2 separate regions of the Pan troglodytes genome follow, and region 1 is linked to region 2. A link is a contact called in public HiChIP or PLAC-seq data. All regions are on one chromosome and are shown on one strand. Each heading gives the region's core, a stretch centred on a gene start, on an enhancer-like site or on the middle of the called end of the contact. The rest is flanking DNA. Distances are from core to core; before and after follow the strand shown. Region 1 holds the start of MT1X (metallothionein 1X). Region 2 holds the start of BBS2 (Bardet-Biedl syndrome 2).

Region 1 (5,258 bases), core at 2,270-4,769, 160 kb after region 2:
AGGTGAAGTATTTTGACTCCGCCTCTGCAGGGGTGATGGCATATTCTGTACTTTGAAGGTGTGTGGTGTTCATTGAGAAGGATGAGGATTGATCATTGCTACCAACAGCTGGTACCTCCAGCTATCTGCTCAGGGAATTGTTATTCGAGGTTCAATCACAGGGAAGATGAGACAAGTGGCCCAGGAGTCAAGACCTAGATGGGCTGCAGGTGCTCTTTGTGATGAGGGAATTTCAGAAGGTAGCCTGGGCCAAGTGCAGGCTTTGGTGTCAAACAACCGGGTTCACAGCCCACTTCACTCCTGACTGGCTGTGTGGCCTGCACAAGTCACTTAACCTCTCTGAGCCTCCATTTCCTCATCTGTATACAGGAGATTATATTTCCATGTAGGGATCAAATGGGACAGTGGCCTGGTACTAGTGGCCTAGGGCTTACTGAACAGTGCTATTATAATCATTTGTCCATGTGGACTTTCTAGACAGACAATCCTGTTAGCTCCCATCAAGCTCCTTGGAAAAGGCCCATCTGCCTGCAGGTATTATGTGGACTGGAAGTTGGAGATGGATTTGGAGTCTTGCTGTTCTGGTCTCAAGGGCATGTGGATGACCTCCTGCACCTGCTCTCCAGGATAAGACACTGCTCCAGCATTCAGACAGAGAACAAGCCTTTCCCACCTTTCAAGTCATTTGATCTTCACACAAACCAGAGAACAGTGAATGTGAAGGGTTTGGTGAGATGGTGCTGTCTTCTAGAGGAGTTGTACTGTCTTCTAAAGGAGTTAAGCAATCTTCCCAAGGTCACATAGTTTAGAAGTAAAGGCATGAATCAATCTATGCTGTGGGTGTCCTCATGCCCTCGCCATAGTGAAATATCACGCTGTCAATGGATGCTAAGCCCGGCCCCTCACATTCCAGAGCTGGAAGGGCCCATGGTTAGTTAGCCCAATTGTGACCCTGACTTGATAGCTGGTGAACTGAAGCCAGAGAGGACACACAGCTATTCAGAGGCTCTGACTGCCAGCTCAGTGCTCTTACCACTGTGCCTCTGTGCCAGAGTTAGTGTCCTCATGTGTCACACGACAGGGTGACACAGGCTTGTGGTTGAGGGCATTATTCTATGGTCAGCCTGTGTGAGTGCCAATCCCGGATGTGTCATCATGTATACCTGGGTGACACAACCTCTCTGTGGCTCAGTTCCTGCACTGTAAAAGGGGCAGAATATAATAATACATCATGTGCTGTATAAGGACGTTTTAGTTATAGATGCACTGCATATAGCATAGTGGTCCTATAAGGTTATAAGGTAACTGTACTCTACCTTTCTATGTTTAGCTATGTTTAGATACACAAATACCACTGTGTTATCATTGCCTTCAGTATTCAGTACAGTAGCATGCTGTACAGGTTTGAAGCCTAGGAGCAATAGGCCATATCACATAGCCTAGGTCTGTGGTAGGCCATAATCTCTAGGTTTGTTATTGCACTCTCTACACTGTTTGCACAACATGAAATCAGCCAACAATGCATTTCTCAGAATGTATTCCCATCCCTAAGCAGCATATGACTGTAATGGGGTCTGACTTGTAGAAATAAATGATTTAATAGGTATAAAGAAATTAGAATGGTGCCTTGCACATGGCAAATGATCTATAATATTAACTATTATTTTGTTATTTTTATTCATGGCTGCTATGGTGCTCGTGTGCCTCCAATATTCATATGTGCAAATCTAATTTTCAGTGTGTTGGTATTGAGGTGGTGCATTTGGGAGGTGACTGAAATAAGAGGACCTAGTGCTCATGAATGGGATTAGTGCCTTAATTAGAGAGGCCTGAGGGAGCTTGTTTAACTCTTTCCACCATGTGAGGACCCAGCAAGAAAGAGACATCCATGAGGAACGGGGCCCTCACAAGACTCCAAATATGCTGGTGCCTTGACCTTGGACTTCCATGCTTCCAGAACTGAGAGAAATATATTTTGCTGTTTTAAGTTACCCAGTCTAAGGCATCTGGTGATAGCAGCCCAAATGGACTCAGACGATAGCATAGTTGACATTTTTACTCCAGACAAAAGAGCCAGGCCTGGAGTCCCTCCCTGTGTGTCCTCTGTCTTTCTCATCAGCCACATGAGCATTGACCTGTGGTCCTGACAGTGTCCTGCACTCTGCCCACAAAATAGGGATTCACTCCAGAAATATAAAGCCATGAGCAAGATAGTCCCTGTCCCCATCACAGAAACGGAAGGATGCCTGCCAGTTCTGCTACCACCTGCACCAATATGTGACTTAACGTTTTTCTTTCAAATGATTCCTATTTCCTTAGATATTTTTATATGAAAAGCAAACTCATTAGCACCACTGAAAAAAGAATCAGTTTAACTTCCAGACATAGAAGGTTGCCATCAAATTATGCTTATTCATATCCCCTCTGCATCTCTGTTTTGCTTCCAGGACTGACCTTGATGCTTGGTTTTGTTTAAAGATTTCAAGCAGTAAAGAGATGAATATACCTAGGCCAAAGGGAAGCTTCATCATTGCTTTGGGACTCTGACCGGATTCAGACCCAGCAGTGTCACTTCGCAGCCCTCTGACCCTGGGCTGGTGGCTTGAACTCCTTTTATTGTTGTTGTTCAGATTAGAATATGGGTTCATAAATAGAAGTATGTCCCTTTAGGGTTGCTGTGAGGGTTCAAAGATGCAAAGTGACTAAAAAGGGCCTAACACGGATTAATGTTATGTCGAGTAATAGGAATATGGAAGGAAAAATAACCCTGTTTCTTGCATTTTAATTTAATCCGGAATCCGCATATCACCTAAAATGATCCCTTTTCTGGGAGCATTCCACATTTTCCAAACTGTCATCCTGTGGTGGGGTGCCCGGCTAGGCTGTGGGGAGACCTGGAGAGTTTTATGCAAAGGAGGACCTGGGCAAATGTGCCCATTCAGCCTCTCAAGAGTGGAGAATGCAAGGACGGGGCCAGAGCCCTGTGTCTGTTCTGTCCCTAGACATAAGAGAAACGTGGCCAACAGACCGAGGTGGGGACGGGGACAGGGACCGGCAATGCAGGAAATCCGAGTGTCACATCCTCTGCCTCTCATTTGCACACTGCTCCCTCGCTATGCTCACCGCTCCCGCCGATCCAGGGACGTGATCCAGGGACTCTGGGAAATGCAAAGCTACACACAGTGGAGCGGGGGCTGGGGGTGTGTAGACCACCGGGATTCCGAGTTTCCCGGCACGCCTAGGAGAGGGAGAGGCAGGCAATGTCAGGGAAATTGGGAAGGGCAGGCAACACGCCAGGGACGCCACGTACTGCCAGGTTCACAACGAGGTGGAGCCAAAGGGGCAGGCCCCGCGGTGCGCCCGGCGCTGGGCTCACGGGTTGCTGCACCCGGCCCAGGATCGCGGGCGGTGCAGACTCAGCAGGGGCGGGTGCAAGGACGAGGAGGGGCCTCTGCGCCCGGCCCTCTTCCCGGACTATAAAGAGAGCCGCCGGCTTCTGGGCTCCATCACGTTTTTCATCTGTCCCGCTGCGTGTTTTCCTCTTGATCGGGAACTCCTGCTTCTCCTTGCCTCGAAATGGACCCCAACTGCTCCTGCTCGCCTGGTAAGGGACACCTAGCTCCGCGCCTTGGGATGCCCGTTTCCCAGCCACAGTACAGACTCTTCCTGGGTTTGAAGAAGTCGCATTTAAAGTTCTGAGCTGAAGGGGCTCCTTTATTTCGTTAGGTGCTTTCTTCCCGATCACGTCCCTGAGACCACTTCTCGCCTCCCTGTGCCTCTAAGTTAGAGTTGAGGATACTGAGGCCCAAGGCTGTCCTGCTCCATGTCACCCAGTTGGTCAGGGGGCTGCTGGCTGAGCCCCAATGCTCTGACCAGGCTCTGAGCAGTCAGGGTGGATGGGAAGTGGGGGGCCATTGCCTCTTCGGAGTTCAGGACAGAAGGTTCTGGCCTCCTGTCTTAGCCTTCCTGGGCTGTGTCTGGAGCCTGGGACCTTGCTTGTGCGGTAAAAGCAACAGGACACTTGCCCTTCCCAAAATGAAGGGAGAGGAGATGGGGTTTCTCTTCCTCTCCCCTGAGTGGGAAAGGAGCTCTGAGGGCTGGTCCTGCAGCACAGAGGAGGGGTCACTGAAGCGTTATTGACCAGCTGCTGTACCTTCTGCATCTCACTCCACGCTCACTGCCTTTTTCTCTTCCTTGCAGTTGGCTCCTGTGCCTGTGCCGGCTCCTGCAAATGCAAAGAGTGCAAATGCACCTCCTGCAAGAAGAGTGAGTGCAGGGCCTTCCCTGCGAATCTGGGGGATGGGCCAAGTTAGAGCAGGGAACCCAGAGCTCTGCAGGCAGGGGCAGGCCAATGACCAGCTTCCCCAAACCCCTCCTTCAACACCTGATTCAGAATCAGACCTCAAATTGCCTTAAAAATGGGTGAGTCCCAGCCTCTTATTACCAAACTAGAAACTGAGGCCCAGAGAGGTTACCAGATAGTGTTGGGAACAAAGCTGGAATGTGAACCTAGGTCTCCTGCCTCCTGATGCAGCCTTCTTCACCCTTCTGGGTCCTGAAGCACTTAAGGCCCAGGATCTGGAAGACCCCGGGTGATTTCAAACCTAATGATCCAGTCCTTTTCTGCAGGGGCAGCCCAGAGCTTCCCTAGCCTGCCCCAGAACTGCTGTGTCAGGGATTTGCCCCCTGTCTGGCTGTGAAGACTTTCCTCATTTAAGGGTAGGTTTTGGGGAACTGGCCTCCTTTTGTTCCTGTACCCCCAATCTCTACCTGTCCAGTCTTCTGTCCTGTCCCAGACTCAGGTGGGGCTGGGCAGCTTTTTCATATAAAACCCTCATCCCAAAGATCTACCAGTTCTCTTCTGACAAAGCCATGCCATCCTGAAATGATGGTCCTCTGGGGCTGGAGGCAGGGCTCGAGCCAGGCCTCTGTTGGGGCAGGGAGGTGCCTGATTGAGTCTGTTCTGACCTCTCACTCTCCCCTTCTTCTCCAGGCTGCTGCTCCTGCTGCCCTGTGGGCTGTGCCAAGTGTGCCCAGGGCTGCATCTGCAAAGGGACGTCAGACAAGTGCAGCTGCTGTGCCTGATGCCAGGACAGCTGTGCTCTCAGATGTAAATAGAGCAACCTATATAAACCTGGATTTTTTTTTTTTTTTTTGTACAACCCTGACCCGTTTGCTTCATCTTTTTTTCTATGAAATATGTGAATGGCAATAAATTCATCTAGACTATTCTGGCTCTGGGCACCTCATTTGTCACT
Region 2 (5,103 bases), core at 2,468-4,967:
ATGAGAGAAAAAATGTCCCCAGAGGAAAACTCTAATATTCACCATGCAAGAGATTCCTTTTATTTATTTATATGTTTTTTGAGACGGAGTCCTGCTCTATTGCCCAGGCTGGAGTACAGTGGTGCAATCTCAGCTCACTGCAACCTCTGCCTCCTGGGTCCTAGCGATTCTCCTGCCTCAGCCTCCAGAGTAGCTGGGATTACAGGGGTGCGCCACTACGCCCAGCTAATTTTTGTATTTTTAGTAGAGACAGGGTTTCAGTCGGCCAGGTTGGTGTCGAACTCCTAACCTCAGTTGATCTGCCCCTCTCAGCCTCCCAAAGTACTGGGATTGCAGGTGTTGAGCCACCATGCCTGGCCAGAGATTCCTTTTAAAAAAAAATCCTTGCTAAGGCTCAGAGTCAGCTCCATGTTCACAACAGGGTCCCAGCTGTAAGGATAAAGTCCTGTTTCTAGACATGCAGGCTTTAACCCTAGCTGGAATGTTTTAATTGCTTTTAAGAGAATATATTCATGGCATTACTTGAGTCATAAAATACTACTAATTCTTTTTAAGGTCTCAAGATAAAAGATCAGGTCAGAACTTTTTAGATTTGTTTACAGAGCTGAACACAAAGTATCCATCCAGTTACACAGGACAAGGGATCTCCTTTATTTTATTTATTATTATTATTATTAGGCCATTTTTGACAACAGCCCTACAATCAAGCATTCCTGCCTTCCACTCCAGGTCACACTCTATCTAAGGGCTGCCCTAGGGACCTCTGCCCGATCTCCCTGCTTCTACTCCGACACCTACCTCCCTACATCCCGTCACAGAACATCTGTTCTCCACATACCAGCCAGTTAGCCTTTATCTAAAACATAAAGCAAATTCCAACACCCACTTTATCAAAATCCTCAGGGACTTCCTAACTTACTCAGTATAAAAACCAAGGTCTTTGCCATGGCCTACAAGTTCCTATATGATCTGGCTTGTGTCTACCTCATGACCACCCTCATTGCCTTCCAGCCCCAGCGGCTTCCTTGTGCTCCTGAAACACACCATGCATATCTCCAGCTCAAGGCCCTTGCACCTGCAGATTCCTCTGCCTGCAAGGCGCTTATCCCACAAATCTGCAGAGCTTGTTTCCTCAGTTCCTTCAAACCTCTTATCAAATGTTATTAGAGGCCATCTGACCACCTGTCTAAAACGCCAAGCTCCCATCACACTGAATCCCTTATTCTTTTTCTCCTATGAAAACACTTGCATATTCAGTTAACTGCCTGGTTCCCCCTCTCAAATGTAAGCTTCAAGGGGGCAAAAACTTGTCTGTCACATTCTCCAATGCACCTGCAGAGCTAAGAAGACTGCCCAGCACATAGTAAGCCCTCAAATTAGGGGCTGAGTTAATACCAATGGGATATTTTCAGCCCATTTATAAATCTGCTATGCACCTACAGCACAAGCAACATGAAGTTCTTTTTGGCATTTATCAGTGCTTTTTTTTTTTTTGAGACCGAGTCTCACTCTGTCGCCCAGGCTGGAGTGCAATGGCACGGTCTCGGCTCCCTGCAACCTCCACCTCCTAGGTTCAGGTGATTCTCCTGCCTCAACCTCCCGAGTAGCTAGAATTATAGGCACCTACCACACCTGGCTAATTTTTGTATTTTTAGTAGAGACAGGGTTTCACCATGCTGGCCAGGCTGGTCTCGAACTCCTGACCTCAGGTGATCTGCCTGCCTCGGCCTCTCAAAGTGCGGGGATTACAGGCATGAGTCACTGCACCCAGCCTGTCAGTGACTTCTAACTGTAACAATAACATCATGATGTGCCAGACCCCGTATTAATAGCTTAACTCTGTTATACTACTTAATGAAAATGAAGCCTTATTTTTTACTTCTGTATCCCAAGGCATATAACATACAATATACGTGGAAGTGTCCTAAAAACTATAAATTGTTACACAAATCCTAGCTTATTAAATCCACACTGGATCAGAGAACATGCACTCTGACCACATTCCACACTTTCTAGTTGAGTGGCTCCAAGCACTGTATTGAACCTCTCTGAACTGCAATTTCTAGTCAATAAAGTGAGAATCATAAAAAGAAAATAACAGGTAACAATCAGTGACCACGTCCTATATGTCAAGCATTTTACATGTATTAACTTTTTTAAAGCTCATGACCCCATGTATTAGGTACTATTATTAAGTGCCTTGACCAAGGTCATGAAATTAGTAGGTACTGGAGCCAAGAAACACCATCCCTATGCCATGCTGCTGCCGTTGGCCTTGTGACAACGACGCTGAGATGACTCATGTAATAAAGTTTTGTGCCTGTTATAAGTTATTAGCGTTGTCACTACATTCCATGTATTTTGGGCATGCCTCCGTCAAATACACAGGGCTCTGATTTGCCTTGTCTGCTAGCTTCTGGACTATAAGCTTTCTGAAAGTAGGGACTCCTTTTACATCCGAGTCTCCAAAATCTATACAGAAGGTGTTTAGTAGAAGTCTGGTGAATGTTAAATGATTTCTCTTTTATCTCTTTGACTCTCACACCTTGCCCAGTAATCGCACATAGCAAACACCTAACACTTAGTGAATAAATTACGGGGAAAGAACTGAATGTACATGGGCAAGGATCAAAAGTGCAATTGGAATAAGTTAATTTTTGTATTGCATTCTTTTGTCGTTGTTCGGTAAAGGGCTGTGAAGGGCTGGGTGCAGTGGCTCACGCCTGTAATCCTAGCACTTTGGGAGGCCGAGGCAGGTAAATCACTTGAGGTCAGGAGTTCGAGACCAGCCTGGCCAACATGGTGAAATCCTGTCTCTACTAAAAATACAAAAATTAGCCAGGCGTGGTGGCGGGCGCCTGTAATCTCAGATACTCGGGAGGCTGAGGCAGGAGAATTGCATGGACCCGGGAGGCGGAGGCTGCAGCGACCCGAGATTGCGCCACTGCACTCCAGCCTGGGCGACAGGGCAAGACTCCGTCTCAAAAAAAAAAAAGGAAGAAGAAGCAGTGTTAGAGAGTCAGAGGAATTCCGAGTTCCAAGTGACAAGCAGAGGCCCCTGGCTTGAATCTGGGGTCGGTTATTACTGCTAACCCGAACCAAACCCCTTCCCTCAGGAGACGTCTCTTTTCTAAGCTCCCTATGTCCAGGGACCCCGACCTCGCCTGACTCCAAGTGCCTGATGACAAGAAAACGTCAACTTCTCAGAAAAGCTCTTCCTCTAAGACCCCACTGTCCTCTGCAGGATGGAGCCACAAGGTGCTCGCCGACCGGTTGCCGGGCAACACGGGCTGGGGGCGGGGTCGGAGAGGGGGCGGGATCCCAGGGGCGCGGCCAGCGGAGGTCCTGTGGTTCCCTGGGGCCCGGGCTCCCTGCGGGTGGGAGCGGTTACCTTGCCCGTTTGGGTGGCGGCCGCCAGGCACGGGTGAGTCCCGTCGTAGCGCCCTATGGCCACCATTCGGGGGCTGATTTTGTGGCGCAGTTTCAGGGTGAACACAGGCAGCAGCATGATGGCGGCGGCTTAGGGGAGGAGGGCTGGAAACTGGAGGCCAGCGCAGCGGAGCTGGCCTCACGCGCCCGGGCAAGAAGTGCAGGGACACTACCTGCGCGGCCCCAGCCGCCTCAGGCCGGACGCGAAACAGCCCGGGACGAACCCGTCCAGGTACCGCCTGCTCCTCCTGCGGCGGCGCAGACCCGTCCGCTCCTTTTGCGGCTGCGCGGTGGAGCCTCGGCGCCTTCTGTGGCTGCGCGGTGGAGCCTCGGCGCCTTTTGCGGCTGCGCAGTGGAACCCCTGCTGGGCCGCGGGTGCAGTTGTTTCCCATTGCAGTAATTTACTCCTGCCGGTTGAACTCCACTGACGAGCCTACATGCCCAGCCCAGAGGCTTTCCCTTCTAGCACCACATCCAAGCTGCACCCTGCAAACTTGACACAATGCTACCCCACTCCAGAAGGTCATTAATTCAAGAAATATTCCTTGAGTGTCGGCTCTGTCCCTTGCTTTAGCCGTTGTGTGGAGGAAAACCATACCAATCCTTAGACTCACGTTCGGTCTAGGGCTCCTGGTAAGGCTCCCTATATATTTTTAAGTGCAAACCAGCAAAATTGAAAAGTGACCAACAAAATTTCCTTGAGGGCCTATTGTGTGTCAGACACTGTTCTAGATAATAAATAGTAGTAAACAAAAGACAAACCTCTGCTTTCCTGGAACTGACATACTAGTCAGGGGAGACAAGCACTAAACAAGAAATGCATGTCATTTGGTAGTGAGCACTAGAGAAAATTAAGGGAAGGAAGAGGGGAGAGAGGATTGGAGGGAATGCAGTGTTAAGTAGGGTGGTAGGAAAGAGACCTCTCTGAGAAAGTGACCTTCAGCCTAGGACTATTAGGAAGTGAGGAAGCCAGCCTCGAGGGAGGGTGTTCCTGCAGAGGAACTTCAGGTGAGGCCCCCGGGGCTCACTCTGCTGCCTTCTGGAAATGGACAATCTGGGGTGGATGATGAGATGAGCAAGGACCACTAGTGGAGACTTGGAGTAGCCAGCAAGGAAGTACAATCAGGAGAGTATAGTGTCCAGGAAGCTCGAAGAGAGGGTGGCCAGAAGGAGGAAAACAACTGTGTCAGATGCTGCGGGCCAGTTTTGAAAGATGAGTTCTGGGCCAGGGGCGGTGGTTCACGCCTGTAATCCCAGCACTTTGGGAGGCCGAGGCGAGCGGATCACTTGAGGTCAAGAGTTCGAGACCAGCCCGGCCAACATGATGCAACCCTGTCTCTACTAAAAATACAAAAATTTACTGGGTGTGGTGGTGGGCACCTGTAGTCCCAGCTACTCGGGAGGCTGAGGCAGGAGAATCGCTTGAACCAGGAGGCGGAGGTTGCAGTGAGCTGAGATCGTGCCACTGCACTCCAGCCTGGGTGACAGAGCGAGACTCCGTCTCAAAGAAAAAAAAGAAAGATGAGTTCTGGAATATTCTTGATACTTGCATTTTGTAATTACAGTTATACAAATGAGCATTTTTTTCAACCCTGTTGGTGTGTCTGTGACTATTTGTAACCTCTTTTGGAGATAATATCAAAATACTAAATAATGTTAAAAGACTAAGTTTGA

Evidence for each region. HiChIP or PLAC-seq counts read pairs in DNA pulled down with a chosen protein or histone mark.
Region 1: a contact with region 2 is called in an H3K4me3 HiChIP or PLAC-seq map of stem cell-derived excitatory neurons, with 4 times the contacts expected there. The contact joins the promoter of MT1X here to the promoter of BBS2 in region 2. A contact is called at or near these places in 1 of 7 Hi-C or Micro-C datasets (blood), 1 of 1 datasets of contacts at active chromatin or transcription factors (stem cell-derived excitatory neurons) and 1 of 1 other capture datasets (stem cell-derived neural stem cells).

Annotation. Positions count from the first base shown.
Region 1 is chr18:54,679,172-54,684,429 of NHGRI_mPanTro3-v2.0_pri, forward strand. MT1X (metallothionein 1X) reads left to right here and starts at 3,520. Exons shown (of 3, transcript NM_001301279.1): 1 at 3,520-3,604; 2 at 4,201-4,266; 3 at 4,994-5,225. The coding sequence starts at 3,577. The coding sequence ends at 5,085.
Region 2 is chr18:54,523,015-54,528,117 of NHGRI_mPanTro3-v2.0_pri, forward strand. It overlaps BBS2 (Bardet-Biedl syndrome 2), which reads right to left and starts at 3,718. Exons shown (of 18, transcript XR_008540039.2): 1 at 3,392-3,718.